Regions from separate parts of the Mus musculus genome. Here all the other regions are linked to region 6. The links are chromatin contacts, called in public promoter capture Hi-C maps. All regions are on one chromosome and are shown on one strand. The core of a region is the stretch at or near the end of the contact, and the rest is flanking DNA. Distances in the headings are between cores, read along the strand shown. Region 1 holds the start of Gpatch1 (G patch domain containing 1). Region 2 holds the start of Nudt19 (nudix (nucleoside diphosphate linked moiety X)-type motif 19). Region 3 holds the start of Rgs9bp (regulator of G-protein signalling 9 binding protein). Region 4 holds the start of Pdcd5 (programmed cell death 5). Region 5 holds the start of Cep89 (centrosomal protein 89). Region 6 holds the start of Uri1 (URI1, prefoldin-like chaperone). Region 7 holds the start of Dpy19l3 (dpy-19-like 3 (C. elegans)).

Region 1 (3,828 bases), core at 1,209-3,708, 2.7 Mb before region 6:
AGGAGGAGGAGGAGATTCTCTGTGAGAAGTAGGTCAAGGAGACACCATGGGGACACACCTAGAGATGAGAAAGCCAGACCAATACTAAAGTGCAAGGATCGAATGGGTTTTGGCTGGGACATAGCCAGATTAGTTTAGAAGAATAGAGTAGATTAATTACTCCTCAACTATTATGCTGTAAAGCTTGGTCAAATAAACCTCTGTCTCATTTATTTGGGAGCTAGCTGGGATAGAGAAAAATTATCACATAAAAATGCATGAACACAGATATCTTTGAGGAAACACAAGGGCAACCTTCAAACATACAAGAACTTGCACAGAGACTCACCTATCTTTCCCTTTGGTCGTCAGAGGTTAGGGTTAGGATCTGGCAAACATTTCTTTCTTTTTTTTTTTAAGATTTATTTATTATTATACATAAGTACACTGTAGCTGTAGTCAGATGCACCAGAGAAGGGGTCAGATCTCATTATGGGTGGTTGTGAACCACCATGTGGTTGCTAGGATTTGAACTCAGGACCTTTGGAAGAGCAGTCAGTGCCCTTACCCGCTGAGCCATCTCACCAGCCCCCCCCTGGCAAACATTTCTAATGATTAGAACTGCTTGGGCTGGGGATATAGCTCAGTTGTGGAATGCTTGCCTAACAAGCACAGCTGCCTGAGTTTCACCCTCAACACCACACACACGGGGCAGGTAGCACACACAGGCCTGGGGTCCCAGCACTTGGGAGGCAGAAACAGGAGGACCAGAAGTTCAAAGTCCGTCTTCACCACACAAAAGTTTGAGGCTAGCTTGTGCTGCATGTGACTCTGTCACAGAGGAGCTGTCTAAGACATATGTGATATGTGATGTGCAAAGCTGTAATCCCAGGACTGGGAAGGCTAAGAAAGGAGCATAGTCCTGAGTTTAAAGCTAGCCTGGTCTACATATTTGATAAATAGAAGGCCAGCTTGGACTATATAGAAAGACCCTATCTTATACCCACTCCTGCCAAAAAATAAAAATAAAATAAATTTTAAAAAGGCAGTAAGAGCTAAATACCTAATAAAAAATGGAACAAAACAAAACAAAAAAAAAAAAAAGGCAGTAAGAGTCTCAGTGAAAATGTCTCAGAGGTATAGCCAACAGGTCAGGATGGGAAGCAGGAGGCGGCAGTGGGGGGAAGCCTCACCAACAAAAGTCTACAGGTAACTTCTGGTCCACCACTGTGACTCCTCTATCTTCCCCACAATGTTAGCACTCCCATCAGCGGTATGGACACCCAGTAGATAAACCTAGTCATTAAGTGAAACAGACCGGAAACGCCACAGAGCCTTGCTTCATCTTACCTTCACCCCTGTATTTCTGTATTTCACGAGCAACTCCAGTCAACACCGGTCAAGTCTGCTCCATGCAAAACCTACTCAACAGCTGTTGCTGCTAACTCTCCAGTCCACACAACCACAGTCTCCCTGCTTCATTCCTGCCCACCCCCCAAGGAAACTACTCTCAAAATTAAAGCAAACATAATGTTAAAACATGCATCCTGCCAGGCATGGCACTACACACCTTTAACACCAGCACCTGAGAGGCAGAGGCTGCTAAAATACTGTGAGTCCAGCCAAGTGGAGCTAGCAAGGCCCTGTTCCCCCCCCCCCAAAAAAAAAGTAAAAGGGAAGAAATGCATTTCTCTTTGTGTAAACTGAACCAATACCCGTAGTATAAGAGCCAAACTCCTGGCTGGGTGTGACGGCACACAGCTGCAAACCAAGCACATGTTACACAAGAATAGGAGGATCAAGAGTTCAAGTCCAGTCTGGGCTATAAAGTGGGGTTTGATGTCAGCATGGGTTACATGAGACCCTGTCAGAAAAAGGAAAGATTCCAATTCTTGGGGTTGGATATGTAGCTCAGTTGTAACACACTAGCCTAGAATGCACGAGGTTCCCTCCTCAGGGACACACACACTCCAGATTCCTTACCATGGCAAGGGCCACCCACACGAATCCTGACTATCCCTAGACTGCTAAGCTGTCTGCCACTTTAAGGGATTTCCTATCTCAAGTGTTTCTCCCCAGATTTTCCAGGTCTGGTTTCTTTTACTTTCAAGGACGGGTGCAAACGTTGCCTCGGGACAAGAGACTGACTGACCGCCCTCCATCATACCCATGTTGCCTAGTCATTCCTGCATCTCCCAGCCCTCCGCGTCCTTCTCTGCCCCCCGAGAACGCGGCGCCCAAGTGCAGTGCACAAGCCTCTCCAGCGTGTTCCCTGTGCCCACAGCGAGCGAGCCCAGACCCAGGACGAGATGTCGCTGTCGCCCACGTGCTGGACTCTCAGCCTGCGCCCTTCAGACACCGCCGGCCATCGGACCCGCACCTTCGTCCAGAGGCTCCAGGCCCGTTCCATAGCTGATCAGATCCTCGTCGCTGTCACTGTCCAGCGCCGCCATCCTGCTCCTTCCGGGCTCCGCCCCCTCGCTACGGGAGCCTCTATAGGCCAAAAACATTCAGTTTCGCTTCTGTGAACTGGAGCATTCTATAAAGACTTGTTTGAGGGGGAAATGTCACCTCCTCCTCGCAAATCATAGTCCTATGCAAGTCCGACTGCAGATAAGATTTGTATCTGTGCCGGGAAGTGATAGCGCACGCCTTTAATCCTAACAGTCAGGAGGCAGAGGCAGGAGAATCTCTGAGTTCGAGGCCAGCTTGGTCTACAAAGAAAGTTTCAGGACAATGAAAGCTACACAAAAAAACCCTGTCTCGTCTCGAGAAAAAAAAAAAAAGAAGAAGAAGAAAACGAAAACAAACAAACAACAAAAACAATATTGGTCTCTGTACACCCCATCCTGGCTCTGCCATGCGCCTGAGTACTGGAAGGACACAGCGATAAGATGCTGGAAACCAAATATTCGGACGCAGGGCAGAGTCTCTGTAATTCCGTACAGCCAGTCCTGCGACTGGCTCCTTCGCCCCTGCTTAATTGCCTCAGCCAGCAATAAGTGCCAACCCGATCTTCCACCGGTCCCAACCAGCTTCCGGAAAAGTGCTTGCCCAGTGGCCACTGTCTGGCCCTCTACACCGGAAATGGGAAGGAACCAACAGGCAGATGTGTCTTTAGTGCACATCGTATGAATCGGGCCACACACACACTCACACACAATATACTTGTCATCTTTATATTTGCAAAAGTGAGGCCCCCTCCTAGACTTTTGGAAGGATTTGCCGACCCTGAGAATATCAGAACCCTGCACGCTAAGGAAATTGGTGAAAGACAAGAAACAAGATATCAAGCATGGATAGAGAGCTGGACATCAGCCTAAACTACACAATGAGACACTATAATAAATAATCAAATAATTAGAAAAGAGAGAGAGAAGCAGACCAAGTGGGCTAAGAATGAGAGGTCCTTCAGAAAATCTAAGGTACAGACATCTGCCAATGGGCGCTGTTATCTCACTTCACAAGCTTGGCCAAGACGTGGGGGGGCGGGGGGGGGTGTGATTCAGCCTGGCTTGGTGACTCACACTTTTAATCTCAGCACTCAAGAGGCAGAGGCAGAGGCAGAGGCAGAGGCAGAGGCAGAGGCAGAGGCAGAGGCAGAGGCAGAGGCAGAGGCAGAGGCAGAGGCAGAGGCAGAGGCAGAGGAGGCAGAGGAGGCAGAGGCAGAGACAGAGGAGGCAGAGGAGGCAGAGGAGGCAGAGGCAGGGGGATTTCTATGAGTTTAATGTCAGCCTAGTTGTCTAAGTGAGTCCAGGGCTGCCAGGCCTCTGTTACATAGAGAAAGTGTCTCGAAAGCAAATAAACAAACAAACAGATGGTTGTGAACCACTGGGAATTGAACTCAGG
Region 2 (3,809 bases), core at 366-2,865, 2.5 Mb before region 6:
AGCTGTCCAACATATGTGTAACTGCAGGTACAAGAAACAGGGAGTGGCGCGAGAGACTGGCTCAACTGAGATCTGGAGAGGAAGCATCCCGCAGAAGGCCTGAGTTCAGTGCCCAGCACCCATTCAAGGTAGCTCACAACCTTCCTCAACTCCTGCTCCAGGTGATTAGACACTTCTGGCATCAATGGGCACCTGCACTCACGTGCATATACTCTCACACCAGAACACAACTTAAAATAAGTCATTTTGTTTATTTTACAAAAAGGAAAATAACGGGCAGTTGAAAACATTTTTTTGCATAAATAAAAGATGAACTTGAAGCGGTGGCACACTCAAGACCTCGGGTCCTAGGCCTGAAGCCTAACTAACTGTGCCTGGTGCATTGCAAGTGACACGAAAAAGAAAGGGAGGGAGGGATGGAGGGAGACAGACAGACCAACTCGCGCGCGCGCACACACACACACACACACACACACACACACCTACCACGCGTGCGCATGCAGAGAGAGAAAGGGGTTAGAAAAAGGAGAAAGATGGAAAGGGAAAGGAGAGAGAAAGCGAAAGACGAAGGAAACGGGAACAGAGAAACAGGAAGAGATGAAGAAGGAAGAAGAAAGTTAATGACTGAAATCCTATAATGTGTTCTAGAAACCCGAATGAAAACGATTTAGGGCATGAAGTGAATTGGGAAGTGTCCAGAACAGGCAGTTGGGAGCATTGCCGCGCCCCCGCTTAGGGTGAGAGTTGAGTCCTTGAGAGCCTAAAGCAAGGTCACGCACGTGCGCCTTTGGTCTGGGGTAAGGCTCAGCGCATCCCGGGGGGCGGGTCCCGCGACCCCTACCTGGTAGCCCACCACCTCGGCCACGTCGGGCTCCACGCGCGGAATGTCGCGCAGGCAGCACAGGAAGAAGGTGGTGTCGAAACGGCGGATGGTTCGCCCATACGGGGTGAGCCATCCGCCCCAGTCGTGCAGCGCCCAGATGTCAGGCGTGCAGTCTAGGTGCGCACACAGCTGGAGGAAGCAGCGCGGGTCACTGCGCACGCGCGAGCGCCATTCGGCCAGGCCGGCCGGAGGCGACAGCGCCTGACTGGGCTCCTGAGAAGCTGGAGCCGCGTCCCGCGGCCGCAGGAGCAGCACCCCCGCCTCCTCGAAGGCTTCGCGGATGGCACAGATGCGCAGCGCTACGTCATCGGGCAGCGCCGCGGGGTCCGCGTCGCCGTGGGACAGCCCGGGGAAGGGGGGTTGCCGAGGGGGCTCCGGGCCTAGGCCGAAGCGCGGCGGCGTGTGCCGAGGCGCGAACAGACGCACCCAGTCGGGTGAGCTGTCGGCCGCGTCCAGCACGCCGCCCGGGAAGACGTGCGCGCCGGGCAAGAAGCGCTGGTTTTGTGCTCGCTGGAGAAGCAGCAGCCGGAAGCCGGCCGGGCTCGAGTGGGTCCAGCCTGCTGCCAACATCACGGTGGCTGCCCGCCGCCAGCTGCTCGAGCTGCTCATGGCCGGCGTCCTTCAGATCCCCCTTAGGAAGTGGCCGGGTCGTAGAGTGGTGTCCAGAAGCCCTATAAATGTTGAGGGCCTGAAAAATCCGGCCTGGCGGCTTCCGGAGGTTTACTTGTGGGAGGAGCGTGATTCCCGCGCCAGAGCACCTCCTCGAATGCCCTGCGCTTCAGTCAGGGTCATTCTCGCCCTGTCACAGCCCTGTCACAGCTGCTGCAGTCACCAGCCAGCCTCTGGGAGCACGGGTGCCAGTGTGGAGTGGAAAATAATTTCTAGTTGTGAACCTTTCCCACTAAACGCAAACGACTAGGACTTTGTCCCCTACGCTGGCCTGTTGCCTGTATAGGAGGTTCCAAGGTGTCTGGAGCTCTCTTGAACCATGCTAATAAACGAATGGGTGGATCAGATGCCAAGTTAGACTAACTACTCTGTAGTTTGAATGTCTTTGGCTAGTCCCTGTCCCTTGGGGTAGTCTGTCTTAAGTTGTAGATGTTGTTATTGCCTGAGCACCTGAGGATCAGGGAAAATTATCTTAGTGTGATTAGTTCTCTTTCTACGTGGGAGATGTTTAATCCTAGACTAGCAATGCTTCCCCCTCCTCTCCAACCTTTTTTCCTTTTTTCTTTTTCTTTTTGTTTTTGTTTCTTGTTTTGTTTTGTTTTGTTTTTAGACAGGGTTTCTCTGTGTAGCCCTGGCCGCCCTGGAACTCACTCTGTAGACCAGGCTGGCCTCGAATTCAGAAATCTGCCTCCCAAGTGCAGGGATCAAAGACATGCGCCACCACTGCCTGGCTTCCTCTCCAACTTTTAAGTGGCTGGAGGACTTGCACTTCTATTTTGTTTTTTGGAAACAGCTTGTTTCTGTCTCCCTTTTTGCAGCTCTCTCTCAGTCACCAACTCTTGTAAATCCCATCCTAACTGATCACATATTTTTAGGGTTTCGGATGAGTTAGGCTGTATTCTTGGGGCTATAGAGATGTTTTTTGTTAGTTTTGAGAAAGTATTATTATGTAGTCTTGCTTTTTTGGGAACTTGCTATGTAGACGACCAGGCTAGCCTTGAACTCACAGAGATCTATCTGCTTGTCTCTGCCTCCCCAAGTCTAGGACTAATAAAGGTGTGTGCCAGCCTCATCATTTTGCAGTTGACTTTGGTTATTTTTAATGTTAACCTGTCTAAAGATGGAGCTGTCTGTGTACTTACTGCATCTCCAGAAACAGAAAATGGGGCCACAGGTTGAGAAGTATCTGCCCTTAGTAAGATAACCTGCCGCCGCCGTCTATCTGTGAGCCAACAGACTACCCTTGTCTAAACTGATGCTCTTGGCACTGACACGGGAAATTTGAGCTGAAATTTATTCTAAATCTATTATAGAGCCCAGGTGTCATTATGGGAACTTTTTTTTTTACACTTATTACTTACTTATGCAAGTGCCATTGAATGCATGTGGCGCCCAGAAGACAATGTATGTCCTGGGTCATCAGGTTTAGCTGCAAGTGCCATTACCTGCCTCCTGCCCCTTCCCCCAGCCATCTCACCAGCCCCCTACATTAAAAAAAAAAAATCCTCTTTCCTCCAAGTGGTAACAGGATGATTCCCGTGTCTTTAAAGGACATACTGACAACTGTACAGTGACTCAGATGTGTGGGCCTGGCCTGGAGGCTATAGAATGTACTAGGCAAGAAACAAAAGCTTCAATGAAAAGAATGGTAATAGAATAGGAAAAGGGGACTGGTTTAAAGTGCATTTGGGAAATAGACAACACAATGTGGTACTTGACTGACTATGCAGAGCAATGGATAGGAAGGAGTTAAGTTCTGACTTAAGAGGCTGGTGACCTTCCCAGAGTGATAATATTATGTGTGAGACACTGCAAGCTTTGTCAGTATACTTGTGTAATACTTGCCAACGCCAATAAGGTTAAAAAGTTACTACTACAGATGCCTAACCTGTTACACAAGAGATTAAACTTTTTCAGGAAGGGCACATTCACTAAAATGGCTCTGTGGTTTTGTGACCCTTAGTGTTTGGTTTGATAGCAGCAGTCTTGTTCCCAGATTCTGGCCACTCTAGAACAAATCAACCAAGGCCTGGAGTACAAAGCGAAGCAGCAGACGTGGTGCTCATGCATTTATTTTTGTAGTGCTAGAGGGTCATAACCACACCTTTGGCTGTGCTAGGCAAATATCGCACCTCTATACGGCATTACTGTGGTAATGCCTGTGGTTTTCTGAGACAGTGCCTGACGGTGTAGGCCAAGACGGCCTCATGCATCTGATTGTTCAAAATCAGCCTATGGAGTCCTAATGTGCATCTGC
Region 3 (3,789 bases), core at 509-3,008, 2.4 Mb before region 6:
GGAGCGGTCTTCTCTTGAAGCAAGTGTGCAGAGGATACACCACAACCTTCTTGGCTGTGACCCTAAATGGGGTCACGACACAAAAACCTCTCATAGCTGCAGCTCCTGGTGACTAATAGGCAGGCTCTGCCAAGTGCAGTAGTGTATCACAGAGAAAGCACTTTGCACGAGCCTCTATCCGTACACACTCCCAAAGCCTAGGCCCCAAAGGATTAAGGTAACAAAACCCACGCGCATCTTACTGCAACTGGTTTCTTGTCTAGGGAACAAAATGTCTCCCTCCCCCACCACCACTATGCTTGATACAACCCCACACCTTAACAAAATTGTCTCGTCTAAAACAGAATGAGTGCTACCAACCAGCGTGAGGGCACCAAACTTGGGACATACGTCTTAACCCATCAAACTCAGAGGGACCTGGGGTCACTGTGGACCGATTTCTATTAATAGGAGGTAAAGCTCCTACAGACATTAGAGGTAATGGCCTGGCCGCCCTGTGCTGTTAACTCCTCTTGGGCCAGCATGTTAAAAAACAAAACACGTTTTGCCCAGGCAGAGGTGGGCTTTGAAAGGATCATGTTCATATGCACACATTCAGGCTCACTACCTCTCTCCTTAACGGTTCAAACCCGAAGCCCATGCCCTGGAAAGAAAAGGGGCAGCGGACGACCGTTGGATATCAGTCAGCTCAGCTTTGCCACACATAAGGCGAGGGCCACAGCCACCAACAGCACGGCGCTGAAAACGGTGGCAGCCAGGGCCTTGCTGGGGTCGCAGGGGCCCGCGCGCTCCTCTACCGAAATGCCACCGGCTGAGGACGCGCCGGCACTGGCACCGGACAGGAGTTCGGCGCCTGCCGCTTGTCGCGCCTGTACAGTCCAGCGGGGCACGTTGACTTTCATTTCCATGTCGTCAATCATCTCGCCCACCTGGAGGACTTCGCGCTCCAACTGGGGCAGATCGGCGACATCGAAGTCGCTCTCCGCTTCGTGCCGCAGGCTGCGGGCGCTCAGGGCGCGCGCAGCTACAGCAGAGGAGCCGCCCGTCACCCCAGTGCGAACAAGTGGCCGGCGCGGCGCGTGCAGCGGGAAGGTGGCTCCCAGCGCTAGTGCGCGCTGCATGTCGGCTTCGAGCAGGTCCAGGCAGCCTGAAAAGGCCACCCAGAGCCGCTCAAACTCCGCGCGCTCCTCGGTAGCTAAGCTCCGGTCCCGGAGCGCGACGGTCAACCGGGCGCCGGTGGCCACGGCCAGCTCCCGCGCCTTCTGGCGGGTCTTCTGCAGCTCTTCGCGTAGGTCCTGAGTGTCCGCGGAGCCGCCCACAGTAAGCACTAAGTGATGGTAGCACGCTGTGGTCTTGTTGAGCGCGTCCAGCAGCGCCTTGCACTCCTCTCTGGCCATGGCGCTGCCCTCCGGCGGTACCCTACTTGCAACCTTCAACGTCGTAGGTCGCCTCCAGCCCTGATGCCAGCCTTGAGCAGGGCGGACTGAAAGCTCCTCATGTCCTCGCCGCTGTTCTCAACAGAGCTCTCCAGGGACCCTTGAGGTGCGCCTCCGGCGTCCCCACGGCTGGGGTAGTCTGGTTAGCTTCTCCCCATCCGCTCCTCCATTTCCCCCAGACGCGCTCCGGGTCACGCGTAGTGTCTTTGCACCACTTTCTTTTTCACGGCGGCTCCCTGAGAAGCCCAGAGTGAAGACCCCATCCTTGATCGACCCCAAGTCTCCAAGACGAGCCGCGCGCCTTAGCCCCGGCCAAGGGCAGCAGGATCCAGTTTCCTAGGACACGCCTCCAGCCACCAGTCCAGGCCCGGGGCTTCCTCCGCCCGCCCCCCCCGCCCCCTCCCCGCCCCCGGGCCAGGGGTAGGCGGGGCCCAGCCCAGGTAGATCAAGTGTGGCTTTCCCTCTTCTCCCTACCATGATAATTCTGGAACCTTAGCGCCCTACAAATTCAAGGTTTTTTTTTTTCCTACTTTGCAGACGAGGAAAAGTGAGACTCGGTAGAAAGAATGCTTAGCTTATCGCAGCCCATGCTAGTGAAGGGAAAGGACCAAGGGACTAGACCCTGTAGGCAACAGAGTAGGGTGGCTCGGAAGTCTGGGCACCTCCAGTTTGCATCACCAGTAGCACGGGCGATCGACCGGGTAGGATTGTTACTTAGTTGGAGCTCTCTTCTTCATCACAGTCTAACCCCATTTCAGGGGCCCAGCTTGGACCCCACCCCTAATATCAGATCTTCCTTAGGTCCCGCCTCTCGAATTCTGGGCACGCGCACTCCCTGGTTCTGGGCGGGGCTAGCTTGAGTAGGAAGCGCGGAGTCGCCTGGGCCCCACCTCCGACTGAACTAGACTTAATGATTGCTCTGTTTACGTGTCAGTCTCGACTAAAACGACCTCTTATTGGACAGACTGGAGCAGGGTTCCGCCCAACGGCGGAGTAAAGAGGTAGGCTGAAGAGTGGAGCCACCGCACCCGGGTGGTGGGCACTCAGGTCCCAGCCCAGGGTCCGGGAGGTGCTGTCGTAGCACAGAGGTGAAACTATGTAGCCTCTTAAGTAAGTGTCTTCTGCGGGTATCCTCCAGCGCCTCCCTACTCTGGGGAACGCCGAGGTCGGGCGGGGCCTGGGAGAGGAAGGGGGAGGGGTTCCCTGCACTGAAGGGGAGCCCCAGGCTGGGCTGATGGGCCCCAGGGGCCCGGACCCGTGGCGGGCTGAGCCTCCCAGCTCTCCCGTTCCTCTGCGGTCCGCATCGCGGCGCGCACGTTGTCCACTAGGTCCAGAGGGATGCCTAGGCGGCGCGGAGAATGCATCTGTTCCTGTGGCACCACGGCAGGCCTGGGTCCCCCGGAGCTGGGACTTGGGGCAGTGGGCAGAGCTGTCGCTCCCAGGCCATGTGGCCTGGGAGGTTTTCCGGTGACCAAACTGAGGGAGGAGGCTGTGTGTTCAGATCCTGGTCTAGGCCAGCTGATTGAGTTTCCGCCGGGGCTGAAAGTGGAAAGGGTATCCCTGCCTGCTTTACACGTGGCGAGGTCCTCTCGTCCTGTATGTAGAGAAGACTTATGGAAAACTCAGGTACCCAGAGACGTACAACCACACAGAGTGTGTTCGGTTTCTTGGTTGAAAACGGACTGCCCAGATGCGCGCGCGCCAGGCGGTGCCCCTCCAGCCTCTCCTCCAGCTCCAGGGGACCTGGACACTCAAGGCGGGGTGGGTGGCAGGGGAAGCAAGTGACACATCACCATCTAGGAGTGAGAGGCTTGGGATAAGAGGGCTAGTGAGACTGGACAGACAGAGTTCTCAGTGGCTGGGATTTCTGTTTCATTCTGTGGAGAGATGCTCCTGTTTACATCAAACACTGTAAACTTCCCATTGATCCGGAGCGAAAGCAGCACATAGTAGGGTTTTCAGAGTCCCCCAGTGCAGGCCGTGGTGGTGTGTCAACCGACAGGATCTAGGGCCCTGAACCCCAGTACTTACTGTCACTCAGGGGTCTTTCCTTTAGCCAGCTCAGCTGTCGGTTTGCATTCAGAATTTGGATATTGTGAGACTTAGCCATTCTTGGGGCAGGGCGGGGTGATGATTGCAGCCACGCAGGAGCCACCCACCCCCATGGGTTTTGATAGGGGACTAGGTTTGGGGACCGAATGGGTGGAAGGAGGGAGAACCCATCCCTTTGGGAAGCTGTAGGGCATGGGGAATGATGGGGCTTAGAAAATGGACAATGGCCAAACACCAAGTATGGATCATTCAGCTTGTTAAGGGGGGGTGGGGGTGGGGGAGGAGGCTTGGCGGGGCGGGG
Region 4 (3,882 bases), core at 563-3,062, 2.4 Mb before region 6:
AATGTGGACTTCCAACGGGTTAACCGTGAAGGTTGCCAAAGAGAGTGGGGAGCAAGGGACTTAGTGCTCAGATCTGAACACACCCCAAACAACGGGAGAGGCAAAAGCAGGGTGTGAAGTAGTCACGTCAAATGCATGCTTGAACTTGAGTGAAAGTGCTCTGCCACGCGCAGGGGTAAAACAGCAGAGTAAGTTAGTGTCCACGGACCGCTCACGGGGAGGCCTTGGGTCTAGAATCCCTATGAGGTTATTTACTGTTGGGCTTAGGCAGAACTTCAAAGTGAGGTCTTACTGGAACTCCGTGGGTATTTACTGAATCAGACTAAAAAGGGAATTACCTTCAAGCAGGCTTAGTAGAAAATCACTAGGTTCTGAGATTCACTAAGAGTCACGGACCAATTCCAACTACTAAATAAAAGCCAAAAGCTCAATCTATGAAACCACTCTTCCAGAAAGTTCTAGTTCCAGCCCTACCTTTGCTTTGCTTCCTGTTGGGCTGCATCACCAGGATCCTGAAAAAAAAATAATTTTTACCTTTTAATGGAGTGGAACTTCAAAAGAAGAGAGAAGAACACATGGGTCAGGGAAAGGTGGGGTGAGGCACATTTGTCACCATAGTTAGCACTTAGGAGACACAAGAATCTCAAGTTACCGGCCAGCCTGGGCTATAAACAGAGACCGTATTCAAAATAAAGTAAAATACCAAATAAATGAAAACAAAAATAAAGGGCTTATTCGATATTCTTTCTGCTATAATAGGTTCCCGAGGTGGAAACTGGACCTCACCAAAAAAAAAAAAAAAAAAAAAAAAAAAAAATCAATAAGTCAGTTTCCATTTGCAATGTTGTGTTCGTTTTATTAAATAAGGGCTGAGGGTGGAACTCAGGGAAGAGAGGGTGTTGTGTATGCTAGGTAAGCACTGTGGCCCAGGCTAACCCCCACTCCCAGCCCCACATTTCCCAAGCGTCTCAAGTCACAATCTAAAAGAATGTTTGAGAACGCACACATTCCTGAAAAGGCCCCGGTATCATGGAGCCCTATTTTTAACCAGTGAGAAGACTGGAAAAAAGAGACCCTGGCTTGGCACGAAAGATGCTGGCTCAAAGGCTCAAATGCTTGCCACTGAGGTCACCCACCACCACTAGCGTTTGTCCCAAGGCAAGTTTACAACCCGCTACTCCCTCCTAGCCGGCACCGCAGGGGCTGAGCACCATCTCTGGAGTCCGCGGTTCGACTCCCGCCCGGGGAGGCGCTGTCAGAGCGGCGTCCTCCGCACCAGAGCTCAGAGGATCCCCCTCTACACAGCGCGGGCTTCCGGTCGGCAAGACCCCCCCCAATCCGAGGACACCCCAATCCCGGCGAGGATCGCCTGAGGCTCGACGGCAGCGAAAACCGAGACTTGGGGGGTGGGGTGGGGGGTGACTCGAAGGCGCGCACACCCCAACCCGCACAAGCCTCACGCGGGACCCTACGGCAGCCGAGGAGGCGGCGGTGACCTCCGGGGACACCCCCATCCCCGTGGGCACACACACGTTGCCATGGGGTACGCGGAAGCCGGGGTCCCACGAGCAAACGCCGAGAGCCTGTGCCTGGGGCGAGGGCGTCACCTCGCCCGCCCGCCCGCTCGCTCACTCACTCCATGCTTGGCCTGCAACTCGGCCAGCCTCTGCTTCCTCAGCGCCTCAAGTTCTTCGTCCGCCATGGCGCGGCTGTCCCACGTCGCGCAGGCGCAGCGGCCGTCGGGGGTCGCGCAGCCGCAGCCGCCCTCCGGTACACTCGGTTGGAATCGCTTCGGCCGGAGACTCGAGCCCGGCGCCTTCGACTGCGCAGACGCGAGTGATGCTCAGGCATCAAAAGTCGAGTGCCGAGTTGGGGCTGCCGGGCCTCGGCCAGGGTGCCTTGCAGAGGACCGATCCTGCGATGGGAAAAGGGGCAGAACCTCTAAGAGGGCGCTTGTGGGTTCCCAGGCTCTGAACTGCGCGTTAACACGCCCCACCCTAATGATTCCTAGGACTGGCAATGGCGCAGTTCTGCAAGGTGTAAACTCCTTAGTCGACGCCCTGTCTGCTTTACCCCAACCCCCAAGGGCCTTTGCTGAGAAGATGCTGTGTGTGTGAGTGTGTGTGTGAACTATGGCAATACACACACACACACACACACACACACACACACCCTGATTTTGGAGTGAGGGTCCCAGTAAGGGATGGAGTGGGTGGAAAAAAAAACTGCTCAATTCTCCAATCCTGTGACTTGCTTATGGTATATGTATTTTAATTTTTCCAAATACATCTAACCATTTTCATTATATATATATATGGAGGTAAGGGATGAGTGAGCCTGAGGAGACAAACATTGGACCCCTGGAGTTGGAGTTCCAAGCAACTGTGAGTCACCTGATATTGGGTTGAGAATCGAATTCTGGTGCTCTGGAAGACTAATACACACTTTTAACCACTGAGCCATCCCTCTAGCCCATATACCTACATCCACCCTGTTGAGCAATGGCTACTCTCTATAAATTTTTCATCATTACAAACTGGCACCCACTCACTAAATAGAAATTATTTATTATCCCTGGTTCCCATTACAAAACAATGTTCTGTCTGTATAAAATTGCCTATTCAAGCACTATTTATTTATGGCTGGCATATTTGACCAATCATATACCACCTTCAAGTTTTTTATCCATGTTGTACCATGAGACAGAACTTCATTCTTGATTGGATTTGGTGGGTGTGTGCCTTTAAAGTCGGCCAATCCAGGGGCGTCTGAGGCAGGAGGATCTGGAATTGAAGACCAGCTTGCCATTACATAGTGAGACTTTGGCTCCAACCAAACAAGCTCTCCCCTCCCCCATTTCATTATTTCCTGGCTGAACATATTTACTGTACAAAGCACATTAGATGTATTCATCAGTTTAACCTTGTTCACTTTTTGCTTAGTGTGAGTAAAGCCACTATCAATGCATGTGTTCAAATGCCTGCCTGCAATCCTGCCTTCAGTTATTTTAAATATGTATCTATGGATGGAATTGCTGTGTTAGGGACTGTGGTGGTTTGAAAGAAAATGGCCCCCAGAGGCTCTTAGGGAGTGGCACAGTTAGGAGGTGTGCCTTGTCGTAGGTGTGTCTCGGTTGGAAGGAAGTGTTTTTCTGGGACTCTGAGGTTTCAAGTGTGCTCACGCCATAGTGTTACTTTCCCTGCTGCTCGCCTATTGATGCAGAACTCTCAGCGACCTCTCCTGTACCATGCCTGTCTGCACTACACCATGCTCCCTGCCACGATGATGATGGACTAAACTTCAGAACCTATAAGCCAGCCCCAATCAAATGCCTTCCTTTATAAGAGATGCCGTGATCATGGGGTCTCTTCACAGCAATAGAAATCCTAAACCAGACAGTTGCTTTTCTACTACTGTGATACAATACCATGACCAAGGCCATTAATAAAAGAAAGCTTTTAATTTGGAGCTCACAGTTCCAGAGAATTAGAGTCCGTGACCATCATGGTGGGGAGTATGGTAATGAGCAGGCAGGCATGACAGTGCAACAGCAGCTAAGATCTCACGTCTTGAGACAACTACTATTTTGAAAATTCAGAGCCCTAGTGACACACCTCCTCCAAGGCCACACCCCTCCAAGGCCACACCCCTCCAAGGCCACACCTCCTGTAAGGCCACACCTCTTCCAAGGCCACACCTCCTCCAACAAAGCTACAGCTCCTAATCTTTCTCAAATGCCTGTGTCAACCTCTCCATAGTTCTAATAGCATCTGAAACTCAACATACCCGTAGTTAACCCTTGACTTCTTCATCAGCTGTCCCTTCTACTTCTCCTTACTTTGGTAAATGTCACCGTTTATTAACTAGGTCAGAACACAAGCA
Region 5 (4,043 bases), core at 999-3,498, 2.6 Mb before region 6:
AGGGTAGGAGGATCTCTGAGTTCGAGGCCAGCCTGGTCTACAAAGTGAGTTCCAGGACAGCCAGGGCTACTAAAGGCAGCTTTGGTTAAGTCTGGATCTGGGGTAAATTGAGCATCTTCTGGACTTCTGGGATATTATAAAGGAGAAGTCTGGTACTTACCAAGTGGATAATGAGGCAGGATGCTTCCGACTGGCTGGCCACTGGAAGCAGCACCATCCCAAGGTCTAGCACAGTAAACTTCTGGACTGCTGGGAAATACTGTTCACTCATCTGGGTCTTCTCAACTATTATGATCCCTTGAAGATGTGAGGACTTCAAAAGAGAAGAACACAGCTCTGGTAACACAGTTCAGAAAGCTATCACTCAGCGCTTGGGACGGTTGAAGAGAGGGGATGCTAGATTTTAGCACCTCGGTACTTACATTTCTAAAGCGAGCGAGTCTTTTTCTGTAGCCATGTCCGGCCACCAAATCTGCTTCAGTGACATAGAGAATGCAAGATTTGCTAGACAGGTAAAAATCTGCTGATGCCAGGCCCTCCTCAAAAATGAGTCTAACTTTTCCTAAAAAACAGACAAGAAAATTCGTTTTTAGAAATTTCAGGTTAACAAGGCAGCAACAATTGAAATGTACTTTTTGTGCGAAGATTCATTTTTTTAAATGTGTGTATATGTGTGTATGTGTGTGTTCGTGCATGAAGGTACCCTGAGAAGCCATGAGAGGGCATCAAATCTTCTGGAATTGGAATTACAGGCAGTAATGAACAGCTCAGTGAAAACAGATGGGGATCTAGCCATCTCTAGCCCCCACCCCGCTTTTTGTTGGTTTGAGACAGGGTTTCTCTGTGTAGCCCTGGTTGTTCTAGAACTCACTCTGTAGATGAGGCTGGCCTTGAACTCAGAGATCCTTCGGTCTCTGCCTCCCAAGTGCTGGGATTAAAGGTGTGACCCACCACCACCTGTCCTAAACCTCCTTTTTAATAAAATAAAACCCAAAGATTTATATGTAGGTTTTGCTCGCATATGTCTGTGCACATGTGCAAGCCTAGTGCCCCCAAAGGCCAGAAGAGGGAGGAGTCTGACTCCTTGAGCCACCATGTGGGTGCTAGGAATTAAACCACGATCCTCTGTAAGATAAGCCAGTCCTCGTAACCACGGAGCTCTCTCTCCAGTCCCCTTTCATTTTAGTCTATGTAACTATTTTGAGACAAGTTCTCATAGCCCAAGCTGGCCTTGAACTTGCTATGTAGCCCCAGGCTGGTCTCTAACGCAATGATTCTCCTACTTCAGTCTCAGGAGTGCTGGGATTGCAAAGGAACATCACCATACCCAGCATTTCTCTCACTCTCTCTTTTAACGTGCTGGGAAGAAAGGGGTATGACAGAAGACAGCTCACTGACCTTGCATCTCCTGAGCCAGTTGGGACCCGCGCCATTTTTCACTAGCCACAATATGTCCTAGTGGCACGTGGACCGGACCGGTCCCATCAGGCGGGTTCCTTTCCATCCGTGGTTTTGGTCTAAATGAGGAAAATGCAAGGTCTCACTAGAGCAGGCGCTGTTGCACACAGTTCTACACGAAGTCGGGACCTCTTTGACAGGATCTGTAGAGTGGATTTTCAGGCACTGAGCTACTTCAACCGAAGTCTGAATTCAAGAGATTATTTATTTTCAAAATAAGACTGGGTCTTCTTATCACGCTTGGCTCTGTACTGATAGTTGACTCCAGCTGGACTTGAACTCAGCAGCCCAAGTGCTAAAATGACAGCCGGGCGCCACTACCCCGAGCTAAACCCGGGAGATTTCTGTTTGAGTGACTCCGTCCCTCTTTGTAAGCACCTCCCTTAGCTCTGGTGTCCTAACAGGACGCTTACGGTGGCTCTTCCATTCGGTCCCTGTCCTTCTATTCGGTTCCTGTCCAGGGCTACAAAGGCAGGGAAGCTCACTGCGCCGGGGTCTAGAATCTCCGTGGACCTCACCTGAGGCCCTGCCACTTCCGGGTTCCCACAGCCCGGGAGCCCTCTTTAAAATTCTGACCGCCCTGGCCAGCGTTTTATTGGGTGATAGGTAAAAGATGGGCGTCTACTATAGCCAATAATCGAACGGAAGTCTCAGCTTGCTTCCTCTCTGGCTGGAATTTGAATGACGCCTTGCTGGGTTGTCAAGAGCAACGGGTGGCAGTAAAATTGACTCTGATAGGCTGAGACTCAAAACAGAGCCAATGTGAGACATGCTTGTTGTAAAGTCGGGGGTCCGCGGGAGCTAGGCTGTGGGGAGCTGTGCAGGCTGCGGGGTCTACCTTCCAGCTAGTCCAGCGCCTGGCGGCTCAACCCGCAGCCCTCAGCTCTCAGCCAGGATGCTCCTCAGCTTCCGCAGGAACCGCCGGAGCCAGTTCGTGAGTAGTTCCAGGCCTTCGAGTGCGGTTAAAAAAAAAAAAGATTTATTTATATGAGTGATCTATCTGCATGTATGCCTGCATAGCAAGAGAAGGTGTCAGATCCCATTACAGATGGTTGTGAGACAACATGTGGTTGCTGGCAATTGAACTCAGGACCTCTGGAAGAGCAGACCATGCTCTTAACCACTGAGCCATCTCTCCTGCCTTCATGTGCAGGTTTTAAAGACTGAGATAGGAGCGAGGCGGGATCGCTATCAGGGAGCATTAAATTCCAGAAACCCAGACTAAATGTTCCAAAGAACCCTTCATGTCCAGAGCCTGCCACAGACAGGAATCTTGGCCTCCCTGTCAGGATTCTCCTCTTAGCCGGGAGTTCACTCCTGTCTTGGAGAAAACTTCCCCCATGAGTTGATTCCTTTCCTATTTAGGGTATATTAGCCCAGCTCACTTAGTTAATCCTCTCTGGAAAAGCCCTCCCACAGACACCCAAAGGTGTGCTTCATTACACGGTAGGTATAGATTAGCCCAGTTCAGTTGACAATTGAAATCGGTCAGGAAAGCTGCCGTGAGCAGGGAGGTGTGAATGAATCGGATAGCCATGATGGTGTGCCCCAGTGAGTGCCCTTGCCTCACCAATGGGGATTGGGAACAGCGGCAGGTGTGTGTGTAAAGACTCTTGTGGGGCCGGATCCCTAGAGTGACCTCAGTTTGGGAGGTGATGGTGGCCCAGGAGCAAGGTGATCTTCTCCCGGTGACCTGCCTTGGGTTTCATTTGTGCAGAACCACATCATCCATGGCTTCCTCCCCGCAGCCAGCATCGCTCCGAAGCCAGCGGTGCCACGCACACCCCCTCCTCGGAGCCCCAACCCTTCTCCAGAGAGGCCCAGGTAAGTCCCAAGATGAGCAGCACCGAGGGTCACGCCCGTGCTTGACCATCAAGTCCTGAATCCTGGAACTGATCACACTAGCCAAAAGGCCACAAGTAGAGGGCTAGACTATTACGCTCTGTGGTTACCTCTGCTCAGAGATGCACTAATATGGCTTCTCTGAGCATCAGTGGACTTGTCTGGGGTGTGGTACCTTCAATGGAAGATCTCAGATTTCAGGATTGGGTACAGTTGGTGCCTACTAAATATGAAGCACCAAATTTAAGTTAATCCTTCCATCCATCTTTCCTTCCTTCCTTCCTCCATTCCTTCCTTCCATCCTTCCTTCCTTCCTTCCTTCCTTCCTTCCTTCCTTCCTTCCATCTTCCCTTCCTTCCTTCCTTCCTTCCTTCCTTCCTTCCTTCCTTCCTTCCTCTTTTCTTCCTGGGAGTGGAAGCCAGGGCCTGTGCATGCTAAACATGTGCTCTACATATCTCAGCTTAGTGTCCATCTAGGTTATCAGTACTCTTAGGAAAACTGCACAAAAATTTCTTTCTAGGTACAATTCTGCCTTAAAAAACAAACAAATAAACAAACCCAACAACAACTACTACTACTTTGTGTTAAAAAGAGTGAACGTATTCCTTGCCAGATGGTGTTCCTAACCACCTAGTGTTCAGTGTAGTAGACAGCCAACTCTCTTTTCATTCCTTTTTTTTAAAAAAAGATTTATTTTATTTATATGAGTACACTGTAGCTGTCTTCAGACACACCAGAAGAAG
Region 6 (3,930 bases), core at 1,094-3,593:
GTCTTTCTTTCTTTCTTTCTTTCTTTCTTTCTTTCTTTCTTTCTTTCTTTCTTTCTTATTTTCCTCTATTTTCCTTTTTAAAAATCTGTTTCTCCTTTTAAAAAAAAATTAAGATGAAGTCAAGTCTGATGCCACAGGTAATCCCACCTACTTAGAAGGCTGAGTTTAGAGGCTTACAGCTTTAAGTCCAGGCTGGGCTACAATGGGAGTTCAAGGCCAGCTTGGGCAACTTAAAAAGAACATGTTTCAAAAATTAAAAAGTTGACTGATAATATAGCTCTCCTAGAACCATAATAAATAAAAATATAAATCAATAAAAGCAAATACGTCTTGTGATTTAAATTAAACTAGGTTAACTTTTAAACTCTCATCTTTAAGAACAAGTTTAAAATCCAACAGTTGTATTATGTATTAGGGAAAAACGGGGAAAAATATATATATATATAAAGCAGCAGCAGCAGGAGCTAACCAAAGTATGAAAGACTCCTACAATCTGTTAACAGGTGGTTTCTAAGCCAAAAGGGATTTCTTGGGACCTAGGAAAAACTTTCATATAGTTAACCTCAGCAATTTTTCTAACCACATTTCATGAAAAGTTTTACATAGGTATATGAATAAAAAGGAGTTTGGGTTTCATAGCAAAAATTCAAGCTTACATGAAATAGGAGCTCCCAAGATCCACCCTTAACTGAGGAGCTACTGGAAGTTGACAACAGCTAAGGGACAAAGACTGACACATGGGATTTGTGGTGCCCGTGCTCCTTGGATGGTTCTATCTAACACATATGGGCAAGCACTAGCTGGACTGAGATATTTAAAAAAAAAAAAAAAAAAAAAAAGGACATGAAGTTGGAAGGGGGATGTGTGGGAGGGAAAGGGAGTTAAGTTGAAGGGACGAAATAGATTTAACTGACTGCATGTACAATTCTCCAGGAGTAAATTCCAAATAAATAACATAAAGTTTACACGCAAAAATATTTAAATATAGAAAAATAGAGCTTCTCAAATGTTTATGCAACTTCCTAAACCTTTATTAATACCTCACTCTGGCAACAGGACATGTGACGTTTAAGCAAATTAAATGTCGCTTTTCAAAGAATTTCAAGGCACGTCAGGAGAATCAACTTGAAAACCTACAGAATCCACAGGACAATTTCACATTTAACAATCGAGCTGTAGTTCTTAACTACATAACATTTCCTTATAAAAAAAAATATATAATAATTCCCATTCGGAGATTCTAAGCATTCTCCTCTCCTCTGGTAGATCAAAAAAAAAAAAAAAAAGTGGGGAAAGCCTTGTTTAATAAAGGCTTGAAGTTAAAATTTAACAAAGGCCTTCTCTCTTGTCGACTACTAAACCTAAGAGCTGGATTGCACAGGAAGTGCATCATCACCAACGTAGTCAAACTTGGACGCTCAATCAAATAAGGATATCTCGTGTGTGTGTGTGTGTGTGTGTGTGTGTGTGTGTGTGTGTGTGTGCGCACGCGCGCATTGTACCAACGTTTAGATAATAAATAGCTAAGGGGTAAAAAGAGTGACCACTTCTGTTCACAGTGTAATCCCCGAACCAAAAAGGAAAAAAAAAAAAACACGTATTTTTATTTAGTCCCAACAATTGCTCTCTCAGTTCAGGGTCAACCGATTATCCTATCCCCTGCATCCTCTGTATTCCCCACATCCCCGCATCCCTTCCGGGGAAGGTCAAAGGGCCACCGACAAAAGACAACAAATGCACGTGACAAAAGTTTCTCCCGTGGTCCCCGCGGCCCGAGGCTGCGCAGCTCGCGCGTGGGGATCTCGGTTTCACGCAGAGGGCTGGCCGCATTAGAGGTTGCTCAGAGTGTCGCGGCCACATGCGGAAGCCGGCCAGGGCCGGAACCAAGCGCGGCCTGTTACCTTTTCCTGCTCCTCGCGAAGCCGCGCCACCTCTGGTGCGCGCAGCGGAGCGGCGGCTGAGGCCTCTGCAAGGGGCTGGGGCTCGGGCTCGGGTTCGGACGGGGGCTCCATGCCCGGCGCCGCAGCCTCAGCGAGGCGAACAAGTCCTAAACAAGTGTTTATGGAGACGGCGTGGCCGGCGGATGCCCAGCGCCCGCGCGCTCGCCCTCATGCACTGCACGCCTCTCTCTGAAGAGGCCGCGCTCACTTTCGCCGCTGCCCCGGGGGCCGCCGCTCGCGTCCGGGCTACCCGCGGCCGCATCTCACACGCGCATACCGCCGCCGCCGCCGCCGCCGCCGCCTCGGAGCAGCAGGCCCTACACCAGGCGCGCCACGCTCTTCTCCCGCAACCGGGCCCAGCTTAGCGTCCCGCGACTGCCGCGCCTCCGCGCACGCCCCGCCCCTCGCCCCGCCCGCGCAGCACGCCGGGAAGCTCTCAAGCTCCGCCCTAGGGGGCGGGGCTATGGCGGGGACAGGGCCTCCGGGTGGGGTGGAGGCTGAGCCGCTCAGGACCCCTGCACAGGATGAGAGGCGGCGGGATAGTGGGTCCCAATTCGCTTGGCGCTGCCTGTGGTGGTAGGAACTTAATATGAGCACTGAGACTGTTTCATAAGCTCATTTAATTTTATCAAATTCAGCTGTTTCCCATGCCTTTTAATGAACTAATGTGGTTTAATGAGCTAAAATGCACAATATACAACTATATTTTTGCGTATGTATTAATTACTGTACACATTACAATTTTCCTTACATATATTAAGCTGCAGTATTAATATTACTATGTTACTACGTATGCACTGTGTAGCACATTTTTCAACAACAGCTGCTGCCCTATCCCATGTATTTTATAATTCTGGTGTTTTGTTTAACAGTGGGGACCAAATGCATGGCTTTGGACTTGCTAGACAAGCACTCTACCAACTGAGCTAAATCCCCATCCCTGTTCCACTCAGTATTTTAAAAATTGGAAGCTGGAGCAGGGAGCACACCTTTAATCCCCAACAGTTTGAAGGCAGAGGCAGGAGGGTATCTGTGAGTTTGAAGCCAGCCTGGTCCACATAGCAAGTTCCAGGCCAGCCTGAGCTGAATAAATCTCTTGGACTCACTTCCTCCCCCTAGCCCTTTGTGCAGCCTCTGTTTGTGGCAGTCCTCTAGTCTACCTTGTGGCCTTGTCCTAACTCTATCCCAAGCCCGGACAATAGGCATAGATCCTATTACCTCAGTATTGTGTGTATAGGAACAGGCTGGCAGGCACCTGCAGAATTCTGGCCCTCTGTGGGTCTGTTTGCCCCTATCTTCCACTTCTGTTCCAGCTCCCAAGTCCACATCCATCCTTTGATCACTTGCATCAAGAAAGAAAAAGCAGGGACGATTGGGGAAGATGGTAAATATGAATTTCTCTCCCTGCAGATGCAGCAACCTCTGAAACACAGTCAAACTCTGAGCACTCATCTTGCCTCCCGCCAATAGCAGCATCCCTGACTCCTAGGGCACCGCAGAAGCTACTTCTCTAGTGCTGGGCTTTGAATATGAACTGACCCCATGTGTTTCAATACTTGGTCCCTAACAGGTAGTACTAATTTGGAAGGATACTTAAAAATTAGGATGTACCAGGCAGTGGTGGCTCACACCTTTAATCCCAGAATCTGGAAGGCAGAGGCAGGCAGATCTCTGAGTTTGAGGCCAGCCTGGTCTACAGAGTGAGTTCCAGGACATCCAAGGCTACACAAAAAAACCCTGTCTTGAAAAGTGAGGGGGTGGGGAATTTAGTATGTCGTTTAGAATGTAGAACCTAAGTGGAGGAAGTCGGTCAGTGGGGTAAGTCTTTGGTATAGCATCCCTGGATACTACCTGTCACTCTCTGCCTCTTGTTCAGCTGTGAAGTAAACTGAGGCAGGCCATGCCTCCCTGCCATAATACACTGAATCCTCTGGAATGGCATTCCCTACAGAAAGTGATCTAGGATAGATTTGTTTATGTTTGAGTGCAT
Region 7 (3,689 bases), core at 313-2,812, 2.3 Mb before region 6:
AGCCTTTAAAGATACAACACAAATGTTTAACTAAACCACATTGACGAAGCACCTTTCCTCCAGCAGGCACTGCCAAGAGGGAGTGATACAGGTAGGGATACAGGTGAGCCACGTGAAGATGCCCAGGACTTCTTCCAGGAAGCCATCTTGGATGCTGCACCCTTGTGATGTTTTCCCTCCCTGATTCCGTAACACTAACTGTGGGATTTGTTGCGTGACACAGTTTTACATTATTTTCTACAGTTCCTACAGAAAGTAGTGGGTCTGATTTATTCCCACAGAACTGACCACGTGGGAGGGATTCCTAGTAAACTTGTGACAGCCAGATTTTGAAGAACTGAAACACTGTTTCTGATACCTGAATTTTAGCACCTGTGTTCTTTGAAAAAAAAAAAAAATCCCTGCTAAGCTTTATGCCTGGATGTCAAAGACAGTAAGACAGTGCGGGGCTGTGCCAGTCAGGGTGGCTGCTCTCTCTGGGGAGCAACTGTGGGTGTAGCTGCGGGAGCAGTTACCTAGTTTGGAAGCTATGAGGGGGAGGCGGGGGTGTGGTGGTGGTGAGTAAGCTGGCTTCAGTCCCCCGGGAACATCTTGCCTGGTTCCTCTGACTAATGAATAGCGTTTTACTAATTATCTATTAAAGATGAGGAGTAGCCAGACGCGATTGTTTCGGCAGCTAATCCAACCTGCACTCTAGTTACCAAAGTCTATGTTTATCTAACGGAAAGGCTCTTGCTAAATACAACAGAGGAAGCCAACACCACACAATGCTTTTGTTAAGATTCATTCATTCAAAAATGCTCAGACTGAACACAGACTCAAATGCAGTGTGCTCAAAAAGCACAAGAAACGGGGGGGGGGGGGGGAGAGAAGAAATCTTTTCAAAGTCTTGCAGCCACAGCTGGAATCCTGTCCCCTCTTGAGGAGTTATACCCTCCCTGCTAGCCCTCGGCGGGTTAGGGCTATACAGGGGGCCCACCTTACATCTACCCTGAGCCTGGTAAAGCAGAAAGTTAACAAACATGCCAGGTGCTAATTACATTTCCCGTCTGCATGGCAACAGCCTCCCCAACTAGGAAACAAAAAGTTGCTCCGGCCAGCCGGACTCAAAGCCCTGCCAGACATTAGCAAAGAGACCCTAAGGCAATTCCTGGACTACTGACCAGGACGCGCGCCACTCCCCCGCACCTGGAGCCACTCCCCTGCGCACCTGGCGAGCCCACGCGAGGACCAGGTGCTAGCCGGCCCGGGGAACCTCGCGACACTCGCTCCCGCTCTGAGACGCTCCCTCCCACGCCCCGCCCACGTGTCCCGTAGACACTGCGCGTCCAGTCCCCTCGCGGCCCGACCCCCAGCCACAGACCTGCGGCCTCAGCAGTCCTCAGGGGCGGCTCGGGTTGGCAAAGAAGCACCCCGAGCACCCAGGCCTTAGGGACGCGCCCACTTCACGGGCTACAGCGAGGTGAAGACTAGGAGGACCCAGCTGTTCCCGGCTCTGTGCGGCGCGCTGCAAGGATGGGCCTGGGGGGCGTCTACAGCCCGGGGAAGGGGCGCGCCGGGGAGGCCGGGCCGCTACCGCTGCATTCATTGGTCCCGGCAGCTGTTCGTCAACGCAAGGCCCCGCCCCCGCCTCCCGCGCTGCCCCGCCCCGTCTCGTGCGGCGCACACCGGAAGGAAGAGGTACACTTCCGCTCAGAGGGCTGTTTTGGGGGTGTTAGGCTCCGAGGCAGGTCTTAAGCTTGGCTTGTTCCTGTGTTCGGAGTCCCTGGTGCCCCGAAGAAAGGTTACCCAGTCTCGGGGGACCTTCCCAGCTCTACCTCCTGCCTCCAATGTCCGGCTATATGCACTTTCGACGTTGTTTAGTGATAAAATCCGCAGACACTTTTGGGTCTCCAAAGACATGCCTCTCAGTCCCCACACCCCCAACCCATCCACACCCATCCTCCCGCCGCCGCCGTAGTACTGCTCTGGCCTTTGTTGTTAATTCTCCTCCTTAACATGCACCTTCAGTATTGAGTCCTAGATGTTCCTCTTATCTTTAAACTGCTTGTCAGCATCTTTTCCCTCTCTTTGAGACAGGGTCTCACTTTCTAGCTCTGGCTGGCCTGAAATTGCGTGTGGACCAATTTGGCCTCACGTCTGCCTCTGCCTCCTGAGTGCTGTGACTAAAGGAAGGTGTGCGCCAGACTGAGTTTTGGTAGTGGATGGCCCACTGAGATCAGTACCTACGAAAAGGCAGCCTGTCATCTAATTCCAACAAAAATTGTTCCATACACCCTGCCTTTCTTAGCTACCTGTCCCTGATAGATCTTTTTCTCTTTTGGTTGTCGACTGTTAATACCAAGAACACACTGCTCAGAATGCTTTATTAGATAGCCCCTCACCCCACACCTACTTAAAGTGATTTGTGGAACATGTAACTGGTGTGAGGCGCATGTCCCTGAGGGGAACAGTATTCAGCTGCTGCTTCATGTCTGTAACACGAGGCAAGAACTGTCATAAGAACGTCGGGTCGTAGTGCTTCTCATAGAAAGTGGGTGCGCACTAAGAGTAAAGTCTGAGATTTAAGGTCTTAGATGGCGCTCCTGTAGTCCTGCTGAGGAAGGAGGCTGCCGCAGGAGGATGACAAGTCCAACTCTTGCCTGGGCCATATGCAGAGACATAGAGTACTGGCTTGTCACAAGCATGCAGCAAGACGATGAGTTGTAGTGAAGCACGATAGAAAGGCAAGGGAAATTATGGAGGAAGGAGAAGGAATTTCCCCCATTCCACTGCAGATCTAGATGAACCCTCGCCAGCTGCAGGCAAGGATCCCAGCACAGAATACTTGCTGTAAAGTTTGCTAACAGAAATGATGAGTTCCTCTCATGGATCTTATGTTAAACAGGGTCTGCTTTAAGGCCCGAGTGTACTTGACCTTTGGGCCTCATTCCTTTCCCCCCCAGATTGGAGTTTCAAGGGCGATGCTTACTAACCTTTATTTACACTAAAAATATCCTACCTTAGGGCTGCAGAGATGGCTCAACAGCTAAGGGCTGCTCCTCCAAAAGACCCAGGTTTGGTTCCAGAATCCATGTGGCAGCTCACAACCATCTGTAACTCCAGTTCCAGGGCATCTGATGCTCTCTTCTGGCCTCTGTGGGCATCAGACAGGCATATGGTGCACATATATACATTCGGGTAAAACACCGATACACATACAATAAAAGTCCTATAAAGAGCCTTCCTGCTCTCCTGTGATGTTGTCAGTGGCAGTGCTGACAGGTGTCCCTCGGGAATCACTCTGATGAATGAAGAAAGCAAGAGGAGGGGCTGGAGAGATGGCTCAGAGATTGAGTACTTGGTGCACCACAGTTAGGCTCCGACACCCATGTGAGTCAGTAGCTTCAGTTCCAGATGCTCCAACACCCTCTTCTGGCTCCCTGGGACCCCTCCGCCCCCCCCCCCCCACACACACACACAGACACAGACACACAAATAAAACTGGATCTTAAAGATGTAATTAGAATCATACTTAAAGTCACAGGACCCAGGTTCAGTTCCTAGCACCTACATGGTGGCTCACAACCATCTGTAACTCCCATTTCAGGAGATCTAATGCCATCTTCTGATCCCCAAGGGCGTCAAGCATGCACGGGGTATACAGACTTGCAGGCAAAACATTCATAAAAAAATATAAATAAGGGGGT

What was found. Promoter capture Hi-C pulls out the DNA fragments that hold promoters and counts their contacts. Capture Hi-C pulls out chosen DNA fragments and counts their contacts.
Region 1: a promoter capture Hi-C map of hippocampal neurons shows a contact between it and region 6, with 4 times the contacts expected there. The contact joins the promoter of Gpatch1 here to the promoter of Uri1 in region 6. A contact is called at or near these places in 4 of 39 promoter capture datasets (cranial neural crest, frontonasal cranial neural crest, hippocampal neurons and 1 more).
Region 2: a promoter capture Hi-C map of liver shows a contact between it and region 6, with 5 times the contacts expected there. The contact joins the promoter of Nudt19 here to the promoter of Uri1 in region 6. A contact is called at or near these places in 8 of 39 promoter capture datasets (the 3T3-L1 cell line, the C10 cell line, cranial neural crest and 5 more), 3 of 115 datasets of contacts at active chromatin or transcription factors (astrocytes, embryonic stem cells and large pre-B cells) and 2 of 9 other capture datasets (adipose tissue and liver).
Region 3: a promoter capture Hi-C map of adipose tissue shows a contact between it and region 6, with 4 times the contacts expected there. The contact joins the promoter of Rgs9bp here to the promoter of Uri1 in region 6. A contact is called at or near these places in 7 of 39 promoter capture datasets (cranial neural crest, embryonic stem cells, frontonasal cranial neural crest and 4 more), 1 of 484 Hi-C or Micro-C datasets (B cells), 6 of 115 datasets of contacts at active chromatin or transcription factors (astrocytes, embryonic forebrain, embryonic stem cells and 3 more) and 2 of 9 other capture datasets (adipose tissue and liver).
Region 4: a contact with region 6 is called in a promoter capture Hi-C map of hippocampal neurons, with 11 times the contacts expected there. The contact joins the promoter of Pdcd5 here to the promoter of Uri1 in region 6. A contact is called at or near these places in 6 of 39 promoter capture datasets (the C10 cell line, cranial neural crest, embryonic stem cells and 3 more), 1 of 484 Hi-C or Micro-C datasets (CD4 T cells), 5 of 115 datasets of contacts at active chromatin or transcription factors (astrocytes, embryonic midbrain, embryonic stem cells and 1 more) and 2 of 9 other capture datasets (adipose tissue and liver).
Region 5: a contact with region 6 is called in a promoter capture Hi-C map of liver, with 3 times the contacts expected there. The contact joins the promoter of Cep89 here to the promoter of Uri1 in region 6. A contact is called at or near these places in 2 of 39 promoter capture datasets (the HPC-7 cell line and liver), 1 of 484 Hi-C or Micro-C datasets (CD4 T cells), 3 of 115 datasets of contacts at active chromatin or transcription factors (astrocytes and embryonic stem cells) and 2 of 9 other capture datasets (adipose tissue and liver).
Region 7: a promoter capture Hi-C map of pre-B cells shows a contact between it and region 6, with 5 times the contacts expected there. The contact joins the promoter of Dpy19l3 here to the promoter of Uri1 in region 6. A contact is called at or near these places in 10 of 39 promoter capture datasets (the C10 cell line, the HPC-7 cell line, cranial neural crest and 6 more), 1 of 484 Hi-C or Micro-C datasets (CD4 T cells), 2 of 115 datasets of contacts at active chromatin or transcription factors (acute myeloid leukemia and large pre-B cells) and 1 of 9 other capture datasets (adipose tissue).

What each region holds. Positions count from the first base shown.
Region 1 is chr7:35,315,982-35,319,809 of GRCm38.p6, forward strand. It overlaps Gpatch1 (G patch domain containing 1), which reads right to left and starts at 2,459. Exons shown (of 20, transcript NM_026181.1): 1 at 2,360-2,459. The coding sequence starts at 2,432.
Region 2 is chr7:35,554,313-35,558,121 of GRCm38.p6, forward strand. It overlaps Nudt19 (nudix (nucleoside diphosphate linked moiety X)-type motif 19), which reads right to left and starts at 1,616. Exons shown (of 3, transcript NM_033080.2): 1 at 842-1,616. The coding sequence starts at 1,492.
Region 3 is chr7:35,583,824-35,587,612 of GRCm38.p6, forward strand. Rgs9bp (regulator of G-protein signalling 9 binding protein) reads right to left here and starts at 1,759. Exons shown (of 1, transcript NM_145840.3): 1 at 1-1,759. The coding sequence starts at 1,397. The coding sequence ends at 684. It overlaps Ankrd27 (ankyrin repeat domain 27 (VPS9 domain)), which reads left to right and starts at 2,424. Exons shown (of 29, transcript NM_145633.3): 1 at 2,424-2,546.
Region 4 is chr7:35,645,670-35,649,551 of GRCm38.p6, forward strand. It overlaps Pdcd5 (programmed cell death 5), which reads right to left and starts at 1,813. Exons shown (of 6, transcript NM_019746.4): 1 at 1,637-1,813; 2 at 475-512. The coding sequence starts at 1,702.
Region 5 is chr7:35,394,815-35,398,857 of GRCm38.p6, forward strand. Cep89 (centrosomal protein 89) reads left to right here and starts at 2,249. Exons shown (of 19, transcript NM_028120.3): 1 at 2,249-2,392; 2 at 3,176-3,282. The coding sequence starts at 2,354. Faap24 (Fanconi anemia core complex associated protein 24) reads right to left here and starts at 1,953. Exons shown (of 4, transcript NM_178643.5): 1 at 1,399-1,953; 2 at 423-562; 3 at 161-313. The coding sequence starts at 1,504.
Region 6 is chr7:38,017,209-38,021,138 of GRCm38.p6, forward strand. It overlaps Uri1 (URI1, prefoldin-like chaperone), which reads right to left and starts at 2,344. Exons shown (of 11, transcript NM_011274.5): 1 at 1,902-2,344. The coding sequence starts at 2,012.
Region 7 is chr7:35,752,892-35,756,580 of GRCm38.p6, forward strand. Dpy19l3 (dpy-19-like 3 (C. elegans)) reads right to left here and starts at 1,563. Exons shown (of 19, transcript NM_178704.3): 1 at 1,364-1,563.